2 separate regions of the Mus musculus genome follow, and region 1 is linked to region 2. Evidence: chromatin contacts called from public HiChIP or PLAC-seq data. All regions are on one chromosome and are shown on one strand. The core of a region is the stretch at or near the end of the contact, and the rest is flanking DNA. Distances in the headings are between cores, read along the strand shown.

What was found. HiChIP or PLAC-seq counts read pairs in DNA pulled down with a chosen protein or histone mark.
Region 1: a contact with region 2 is called in an H3K27ac HiChIP or PLAC-seq map of a colorectal cancer cell line, with 5 times the contacts expected there. The contact joins the enhancer-like site here to the promoter of Bmp2 in region 2. A contact is called at or near these places in 11 of 39 promoter capture datasets (the SN4741 cell line, cranial neural crest, embryonic stem cells and 5 more), 2 of 484 Hi-C or Micro-C datasets (cerebellum and cortical neurons), 5 of 115 datasets of contacts at active chromatin or transcription factors (a colorectal cancer cell line, embryonic limb bud, embryonic stem cells and 1 more) and 1 of 9 other capture datasets (embryonic stem cells).

Annotation. Positions count from the first base shown.
Region 1 is chr2:133,856,558-133,861,804 of GRCm38.p6, forward strand. No RefSeq gene overlaps it. Among named protein-coding and RNA genes, the nearest start is that of Gm39940, 120 kb to the left of the region's middle. Within about 2 kb of position 1,299, at least 11 of the 459 cell types and tissues checked have an H3K27ac peak or open chromatin away from gene starts, as enhancers often do. A contact at or near this core is called in a colorectal cancer cell line, where this site is marked.
Region 2 is chr2:133,548,753-133,553,510 of GRCm38.p6, forward strand. Bmp2 (bone morphogenetic protein 2) reads left to right here and starts at 3,407. Exons shown (of 3, transcript NM_007553.3): 1 at 3,407-4,599. RefSeq lists promoters at 1,496-4,372, 3,369-3,567, 4,057-4,372 and a cis regulatory region at 2,385-2,395.

The DNA of each region.
Region 1 (5,247 bases), core at 49-2,548, 310 kb after region 2:
CTGGCCGCTACTTCTTACTTTATTTTCTTGTTTGCCTCTTATTAGAGACAACAACTAGGAAGGATCTTAAACATGTCACCTTAATGGCCCTGTCCGCGGGTTTTCATAAAGGATTCTTCTCACTCTTCTAGGAAGTGGATGCCTGCTGGTCTATCAAGATCGACTAAAGTTCTCAAACACAACACTTCCCACAGAGGCCTGGGGCATCCGCTCTTATCTGCAGAGTTACCTATTAGAGTCTGCTCTCCATAGCTCTGAGTCTCGAAGCAAGGTTTAATCACCTCAGTTCAGGTACTTGGGCTTGGGTGGGAAACTGCCCTTTCTTCAAGGCTTCCACTGGATTTTCTTGTTGATGTGCATAACGTCTCCAGAATAGAGGTGTGGAAGGCACTTGAATCTCGCAGCGGATTCTGACTCTGTCTGGTGGCTTTACTGCAGTGGTAACACAGTGGGGCTTTTTTGTTGTTGCTGTTGCTACTATTCACATGTTTGTTTGTTGATTTAGGGTTTTTTTTGTTTCCTTTTAATTTTATTAATTATTTGTTAAGTAAGTTATGGATGCAATTTGGTTTTCTTTCCTCATTTGGACAAGTGCTTTCAAAACCATAAACTGCATCTAATTTTTCTATCAAAATACAAATGGACTTTTCACAGTGACATTTTTTGGGCCATGCAAAAGCATAATTACATATTATATTGTCAAGCATAGTCATGGACTTCTCCCATAGCTGAGCAATGAGAACATGAAAACTGTGTGTGATTTTGTGGATATGGGAGATAACCCAGCTCTGATCCAACCAATCCCCTCCTGCTTGGCGTTCGTTTTTTCCACCTTGTAAAGATTCACTGCTTTTCTCACAGAGAGTATCCCCATGGTATACAAGTTTAGATGGTATGCATCATCCTTTCATTTGAATTTCTTCCCCCAAAGATGAGCTGTCTCATGATTGTTTCAGTTTTTAAAGAGTTTTTGTTTGTTTTGTTGGGGGAGGGGGGCTGACAAAGGACAAACCTGTTGAAGAAATGTGTAAACAGGGTGAAGAATGAAACCCATTTAGTGGGCAAGAAGCAGGGAAGACATGAGAGTGTCCCTTCAGTTCCAGATGCCCTGTGAGTGGCAATGCAGTGGGTGAGAAGTTGTGTGTCACGGAACACTGCCTCCCACTCATCAGGGCACAGCACAAGAGGAAGACTTAGACATCTCTCATCTTTGTGTATTTGTGAATGGCCTCACTTGCTGTGAGGCGGTGACTATTCCTCAGAAGACCTTTGGCTCACCACTAAACCAATTTCTAGGCTTAGTGCTTCATGACTCAGGGTAAAGACCCAAGCAGAGATCCTACCCTGCCATCCGTGGGCAGGAGAGGGCTAGGGCTTGAGAAAGCACGTGTGTGTGCAGGGAAAGACTGTTCAGGGACAGTCTGCTTCTCATCTTCATCAATTGCCATCCAGCTCCATAATCTCTGCCTCTGATCACTGAGTTACTCACCACTTGAAATTTAAACCTACGAAGAAGGGCAAAGGTAATGAGTCATTTGTTTCTGTTTTATTATTTTTTTCTATTTACAAACCATTACAAAGATAGATCCTCTTCTTTGGCGACAGGGAGAGGGCTGGTACCGTAGCACTTAACCCGATAGCTAACACATAAAGCTAAGAGAAAAGAGATGGTGGGAGACATTTCCAGTCGTGGTTGCCTGACAATCTAGTTCTGTGACTCTTGACAGTATCCTAAGAGGGACATTCTTTTGAGTTTTAAAGCTCCAGAAAATATATTACCTTTCCCTATAGGTATTTTTAGTAGCAGAACAGAATGCTAAAACTCGTGGCTATCACCTGCAGTCTATATGACCCCATACAACTTAGCTACTCCTTGTGAAAAACACTACCCGATGACCAAGGCTGTGTGCTGTTCAGGGACAGCCAGGTCTGCTCCACAGTCTCAGATCTGACTGATCTCCCAGACTTCCCAAACAGTTCATGTTTCCTCTGTGTAGATCCAGGGGCGGTTTGTATTTAATAAGAACTAAAAAACCCAAGAATTATGCTTGAATTAGAATCATAGATTATCAGTTTGGAAGGACTTTAGTGATGACCGGTTTGTAGATAAATTAACGCTGTTGAAGTTCATAAGGAAACCAGGAGAAGCATGATTAAACCACACACAGCAATGTGGAGGTGTAGCTTAGTTATAGGATAACTGCTTACCCTGGCACATTTAGCTTAGTTTAACTAAGCCAGGTTTCACTTCACCCCCCCCCCACACACACACCCACTACCTTATCCCCAAGCTTTGTACTATTACTAGAGACAATTACACTGATTTTATTTTGTAATCCAGATGATCCATTTTCATTTGGATCAATTACTTTTTTCAGTTTACTGTGTCCTTGCTTGTTTCTTTCTTAAACAGATTATTTTGACATAAAATAAACACTTCAAAAATGGTGGTTTGATTTATTCATTAACATCATGGAATGAATGAGGTAAGTGTATGTGAGACTCTGGGGCAGGCATAGGCACTTCAGCTCTGAAGAGAAGCAAATAGGGCAAGAGAGAGGTTGATGGAGAGATGTGCGTGCAGTGGAATTCCTTTGGGTTGGTAGGAGACTTGCCTTCTATGTATCCTCAGGGGAGACTTCTTTTGTGGATTTCTATTTTTACATTGAAAAGTTTATACATGAATATAGTGTGTTTTGGTCAAGCCCACCCTAGTTTTTATTCCCAATGTCAACCTCTCTCTCCTCTATCTCTCCCTCCCTACTTACCTCCCTCCCTTCCTTCTTCTCAAAACCCACTTAGTGCTGCCTGTATGTATATGGATGGAGGACCATCTATTGGAATGTAGGTAACCTGTCAGAGGCCACATCCATGAAGCAAACTTACTCTCCCATGATCCATGACAGGGATCCTCAGGGAAGAAAGGATAGAAAGATCGTCAGAGCCAGAGACTGCAACAGATGTCGCCAGTCAAACACCATTTGCTAGACATATAGGACCTTTATACACATGAACACGCAAACGAATTTCAGTGTGGCAGAGGAGGGTCTCATGGAATCTCACCTCTAGCTGAGGAGCTTTGACCTACTGGCCTACTGAGGGCATTGCTTTCCTTTCTCATCTCCCTCCTCCCCGCACACCTCTGGATGTGCTCTTGGGCAAATGGTCAGTCTTACTCAGACAGTGTCTTTCAGCTTCTGCCTAAAGGCAGTAGTCTTCTGCTCCCTTGTGGGCATGGCTGCCCTTGGCATAGCGCACAGGCAAGTACAGGGACCATGGATGGGCTGGCTGTTCTTACCCACACTGCTCCTGAAGCTCTAATATTAAACTAATGTGCAGCTCTAATGAGAGCAGTTAACAAGATTTGATATGCACTCTGCTCTGCACCTTGGGGTTCTCATTTCGGATATTCTTTAGCTGGTGCCACCCCCAGTTTTCTATCGCTGCTTAAAACTTAGTGATTATTTTTTCTTTTTTGTTTTTGTTTGTTTGTTTGTTTTCCTTCCTTGGATGTGAAGAGAAAGGGAGGAGACTCAATTGTTCAATAGTTTCTATAAGTGTGGGACTGACAATTGACCTAGGGGTCATTCCTGTAGTCAAAATAAATTCCAACACAATTGTGCTTCCCTTCTGTAGTCTGCAGTTTAGTAAGTCTGACAACGTTATAGTCTGCCGACAATTCTGTAGTCTACTGATTCCAATGTTCCCTTGCTCTGACTCAGTGCTCTGTATGGATCTGTTAGAAAGCCACATTCCATGGTCATGGGGCAGTTCTTGGTAAGCCAGACAAGGTACAGATTCCTGTTTCTCTGTGTTCCCATAAACTTGGTAGAGGCTATAGAGCTAAGATTTATCCTACAGTAATTATCGAAATATCTAACATGAATAAGTATCACTTGACTCTCAGCATCATAAAGACTTAAAAAAAATAGGTTGGAGGGGTTGTAACACATGGGCTTTGACTGTCCTGTCAATATAACTGCATCCTGACACGCCTTCAGGTGTCATTTTTATATTTACAATGTTTATTGTTTTTTTTCATCTAGTAAAACAAAATTATATAGTAATCAGATGTTCAAACTTCTGATGTTTTTCTTTTAAAGGGAAACAATGATGTACCACACACTAACAGAAACAGTAATATAGAATAAACACTATGGACTACTGTGATATTATAGCATGGTATATTAACATGAGCAAGATTTGGTGATTGAAAGTGGGGGTAGAGGGAGACTGCTGACATTTTGAGAGTTACTCAGAGAGTCTGAGTGATGAGAATAACTGCGTTCCATTCTTATCACCTCTGGGTGACTGGTAAATGAATAGGTGGGCCCCACATCTGTGGCTTTCAGTGATATTTAATGTAGGACTATCTAAGATGTAGAAAATAGAGTCTTTAGTATGGGGAATAAGAGAGTTGACAATTCTTAATTTTAACCAATTAATTTAGGCAAATAGAAAGCTGTTTTAATTACATAGACAACGAAGTCTAAATGATTATATCAAAACAACTCACAACCCTCCTATTTCCTGTGCCAATAACTCGCAAACAATTATCCTGCCTTCTGGACTCCGCCATCAAAGGGAAGAGGTGGTTTAGAGTGAGTCATGCAAGAGTGACTATGTCCTCATTGATAAAAACAAGATCCCAGCCTCAGAAACTCATCATGATGTCAATCTCTGTCATTCTTCCAGTCTTGGAGGGTTAAGAGAACATGGAGCATGACTAACTGAAGACCGTAAGGACTTTTCATCCAGGAAACTTGGGGAGGTAAAAATAGTATCCTGGTGCTGAATCCAGTGGGGAGACAGTGAAGTCTAACCTTTTGAACTCAGAATATGCCATGGCCACTCAAGAGTAAATCTGATTATTGCTCTGCCTGGAAACATGTAGTACAACTGTCTGGGTTACTTTTCTTGGATGTATGAATATTTTGACTGTGATGTATCAAGACTTAAGATTCTGTTTCTTTCAGAGGCTTATGTGGCAAAGGTTCCTGATGTTCCAGAGGAAAGTGATTAGACATTTATAAAAATTAAGAAGCATCCTTTAATTAAACCATATGTCCTTCTAGCTGAGGATTAGTTGTAGGGAGGTATGTCTTATGACTCTTACCCCCAAGTTTTCTTTTTTAAAAGTGTGCAGTGTTGGAGTATAGCATCTCAATTTGTAGACAGTCTGTCTCTGAACTTCACATTTCTTTTCTGGATGCCAGAAAGCTTTTGCTGGTGATGTCTTTATTCCAG
Region 2 (4,758 bases), core at 2,157-4,656:
ACAGGGAAACAGGATGAAAACCAGGAAGAGACAATAGGATAAAAACCAGGAAGTGACAGGCTGGACCCCAGGAAGAGACAGGCAGAAACTTTGAAAGCCTGTCTCCAGTGACTACTTCCATCAACCTGTCCCCATTCCCTAACACTTATGTCACTGCCCATAAAGCTTTCCAAATTGAAATTTGTCAATAGATAAATACACTGGTCCCTATGATCCAGTCACATCTCCAAAAGTATACCTATAACACTTAGATGGGAGGGGTTTTTCAATACAGAGGCTTTGGGTGAAAACTCTGACTCCATAGCTACCTTGTAAAAACATTAATACTGAGGTTGACTCCTTTTTAAAAAACATTACTTCTTTTATCTTAAGAGATTGTAACTACCCCCTTTCCCTCTTCCAACCTAATACAATAGCAAAACATTTTAATATCATTGGTCACATATGCAAGTATATTGCTATATGGTAATTAAACAAGATTTGATGGCTGTCTAAAACAATGTGACTTGGCCAACCTGGCCTAGTTTGGCCTACAAATCACTCCACCCATCATTCTTACTGTGGCTAATCCAACACTGACTAGGTGAGCCCTAGGTAGAGCAAATGCTACTCTCGGCTGTAGCTTCTGGTCCCTAGGAAAGAATCAGGAGTGAGGAGAGCCAGGGTTGGGTGTCGCATCAGCAGCAAATGATGCACAGGCTAAGAGGTTTCTCAGGGGAGTTGCCACAGGTTACAATGGAATGACAATTACAAGGTAGATGGATCATGTCACGCCTGCTGTGACCTTTACAATACATGGGGATCATTATTTTCATGTGAATTTGCATAATGGTCCACCTAGTAGGAACAATGCTGAATGCTAATAGCTGCAGGATGCAATAAAATTAAACATTATCTGGGCTGAACTGCTCAAGGAAAAGTTGCCAAAGTATGACTCTTTAAGTACTTAATTTCATCCCAGGTCATGTCCACACACAAATGAGGATTTCCGATATCTCCTGAAAACCTGGCAAAAAACGGACTAGAATAGAATAGCAGCAGCCTCCTTTATGTAGAGTCCTAACCAGTAGACTGTGTTCTGATACATTGTGTCTGGACCTTCTTACAAAGATCAGACTTGTAATTCTCACCTTAGCTTGCCCCAGGACTGCCTGGCCACTGGAAACCCCTTACATATTTGTTAACAGAGACGCTAAATAGGATAAATTCAGAGCTACTCCAGAGCTACTCTCGCCTTCTGAACTGGCAGATACTGAGAAAAACTTTGTTAATGGTAAGATCGAGCAAGTCCGCAAGCACTGTACATTTTCAGAGAAGACAGATAGTACCCCCTCAAAGTATTAAGTAACCACACATTATTTGTTGTGGGTGGGAGGAGGCCACCAGCATAGAGTGTAAAAAGCAATAAGTCTCTGTATTTGTTTCTTCTCTACAATTTCAATTGCATGAAAAATGGACTGAACATGACCATCTACACTGTATTCCAAAGAACAGAGAATTCATTTAAACTGGATTCACTTCTAGGTCCCATGCGTTTACACTCATTTCCACCACAAGAGGGCAGCCATCTCTAAAAAAACAACAGTCGAGTGCTCTTCAGAGAAATTGGGCCAAACTTGAGGAAAGTTCCTGGGAAAGGCTTTTTAGCAGCACCTCTCTGGGCTACAAAAAAGAAGCCAGCAGGCACCACCAAGGTGGAGTAACTGTCCAGAGGCATCCATTTTACCTCAGAGACTTGATTACTAAGGATATCCTAAACGGCCAAACTCTCTCTTCTGGTGTTCCAGAGGCCCAAAGCTGCAAGGCATTGTTGATGTCATCACCAAAGGTTTCATTTTCATCTTTTCTTGGGGTTGGTCCAACAGCTGTCAGCTTTCTCTTCCTCATTAAAGGCAACTTTCTCATTTAAATCTCATATAGGTTCGGAGTTTCTTGCTTTGCTCCTTCCGCCTCCGCGATGACAGAAGCAATGGTTAACTTCTCAATTAAACTTGATAGGGAAGGAAATGGCTTCAGAGGCGATCAGCCCTTTTGACTTACACACTTACACGTCTGAGTGGAGTGTTTTATTGCCGCCTTGTTTGGTGTCTCATGATTCAGAGTGACAACTTCTGCAACACGTTTTAAAAAGGAATACAGTAGCTGATCGCAAATTGCTGGATCTATCCCTTCCTCTCCTTTAATTTCCCTTGTAGACAGCCTTCCTTCAAAAATACCTTATTTGACCTCTACAGCTCTAGAAACAGCCAGGGCCTAATTTCCCTCTGTGGGTTGCTAATCCGATTTAGGTGAACGAACCTAGAGTTATTTTAGCTCCCCGACTGAAAAGCTAGCACACGTGGGTAAAAAAATCATTAAAGCCCCTGCTTCTGGTCTTTCTCGGTCTTTGCTTTGCAAACTGGAAAGATCTGGTTCACAACGTAACGTTATTCACTCTGGTCTTCTACAGGAATGCTCAGCCCATAGTTTTGGGGGTCCTGTGGGTAGCCAGTGGTGGTACTATGAAGGCTCCTGAATGTAGGGAGAAATGGAAAGATTTCAAAAAAGAATCCTGGCTCAGCAGCTTTGGGGACATTTCCAGCTGAGGAAGAAAACTGGCTTGGCCACAGCCAGAGCCTTACTGCTGGAGACCCAGTGGAGAGAGAGGACCAGGCAGAAAATTCAAAGGTCTCAAACCGGAATTGTCTTGTTACCTGACTCTGGAGTAGGTGGGTGTGGAAGGGAAGATAAATATCACAAGTATCGAAGTGATCGCTTCTATAAAGAGAATTTCTATTAACTCTCATTGTCCCCTCACATGGACACACACACACACACACACACACACACACACACATCACTAGAAGGGATGTCCACTTTACAAGTGTGTATCTATGTTCAGAAACCTGTACCCGTATTTTTATAATTTACATAAATAAATACATATAAAATATATGCATCTTTTTATTAGATTCATTTATTTGAATATAAATGTATGAATATTTATAAAATGTAATAATGCACTCAGATGTGTATCGGCTATTTCTCGACATTTTCTTCTCACCATTCAAAACAGAAGCGTTTGCTCACATTTTTGCCAAAATGTCTAATAACTTGTAAGTTCTGTTCTTCTTTTTAATGTGCTCTTACCTAAAAACTTCAAACTCAAGTTGAATATTGGCCCAATGAGGGAACTCAGAGGCCAGTGGACTCTGGATTTGCCCTAGTCTCCCGCAGCTGTGGGCGCGGATCCAGGTCCCGGGGGTCGGCTTCACACTCATCCGGGACGCGACCCCTTAGCGGCCGCGCGCTCGCCCCGCCCCGCTCCACCGCGGCCGCCCCGTAGGGCGCGCCGTCCACACCCCTGCGCGCCGCTCCCGCCCGCCCGGGGATCCCCGGCGCGCTGCGCCTCCGAGGGGGAGGTGTTCGGCCACGGCCGGGAGGGAGCCGGCAGGCGGCGTCTCCTTTAAAAGCCGCGAGCGCCGCGCCACGGCGCCTCCGTCGTCGCCGCCGGAGTCCTCGCCCTGCCGCGCAGAGCCCTGCTCGCACTGCGCCCGCCGCCGCTGCGCTTCCCACAGCCCGCCCGGGATTGGCAGCCCCGGACGTAGCCTCCCCAGGCGACACCAGGCACCGGACGCCCTCCCGGCGAAAGACGCGAGGGTCACCCGCGGCTTCGAGGGACTGGCACGACACGGGTTGGAACTCCAGACTGTGCGCGCCTGGCGCTGTGGCCTCGGCTGTCCGGGAGAAGCTAGAGTCGCGGACCGACGCTAAGAACCGGGAGTCCGGAGCACAGTCTTACCCTCAATGCGGGGCCACTCTGACCCAGGAGTGAGCGCCCAAGGCGAGCGGGCGGAAGAGTGAGTGGACCCCAGGCTGCCACAAAAGACACTTGGCCCGAGGGCTCGGAGCGCGAGGTCACCCGGTTTGGCAACCCGAGACGCGCGGCTGGACTGTCTCGAGAATGAGCCCCAGGACGCCGGGGCGCCGCAGCCGTGCGGGCTCTGCTGGCGAGCGCTGATGGGGGTGCGCCAGAGTCAGGCTGAGGGATGCAGAGTGGCGGCCCGCCCGCCACCCAGATCTTCGCTGCGCCCTTGCCCGGACACGGCATCGCCCACGATGGCTGCCCCGAGCCATGGGTCGCGGCCCAGCTAACGCAGAACGTCCGTCCCTCGCCCGGCGAGTCCCGGAGCCAGCCCCGCGCCCCGCCAGCGCTGGTCCCTGAGGCCGACGACAGCAGCAGCCTTGCCTCAGCCTTCCCTTCCCGTCCCGGCCCCGCACTCCTCCCCCTGCTCGAGGCTGTGTGTCAGCACTTGGCTGGAGACTTCTTGAACTTGCCGGGAGAGTGACTTGGGCTCCCCACTTCGCGCCGGTGTCCTCGCCCGGCGGATCCAGTCTTGCCGCCTCCAGCCCGATCACCTCTCTTCCTCAGCCCGCTGGGCCCACCCCAAGACACAGTTCCCTACAGGGAGAACACCCGGAGAAGGAGGAGGAGGCGAAGAAAAGCAACAGAAGCCCAGTTGCTGCTCCAGGTCCCTCGGACAGAGCTTTTTCCATGTGGAGACTCTCTCAATGGACGTGCCCCCTAGTGCTTCTTAGACGGACTGCGGTCTCCTAAAGGTAGAGGACACGGGCCGGGGACCCGGGGTTGGCTGGCGGGTGACACCGCTTCCCGCCCAACGGCGCAGGGCGCCTGGGAGGACTGGTGGAGTGGAGTGGACGTAAACATACCCTCACCCGGTGCACGTGCAGCGGATCCCTAGAGGGGTTAGGCATTCC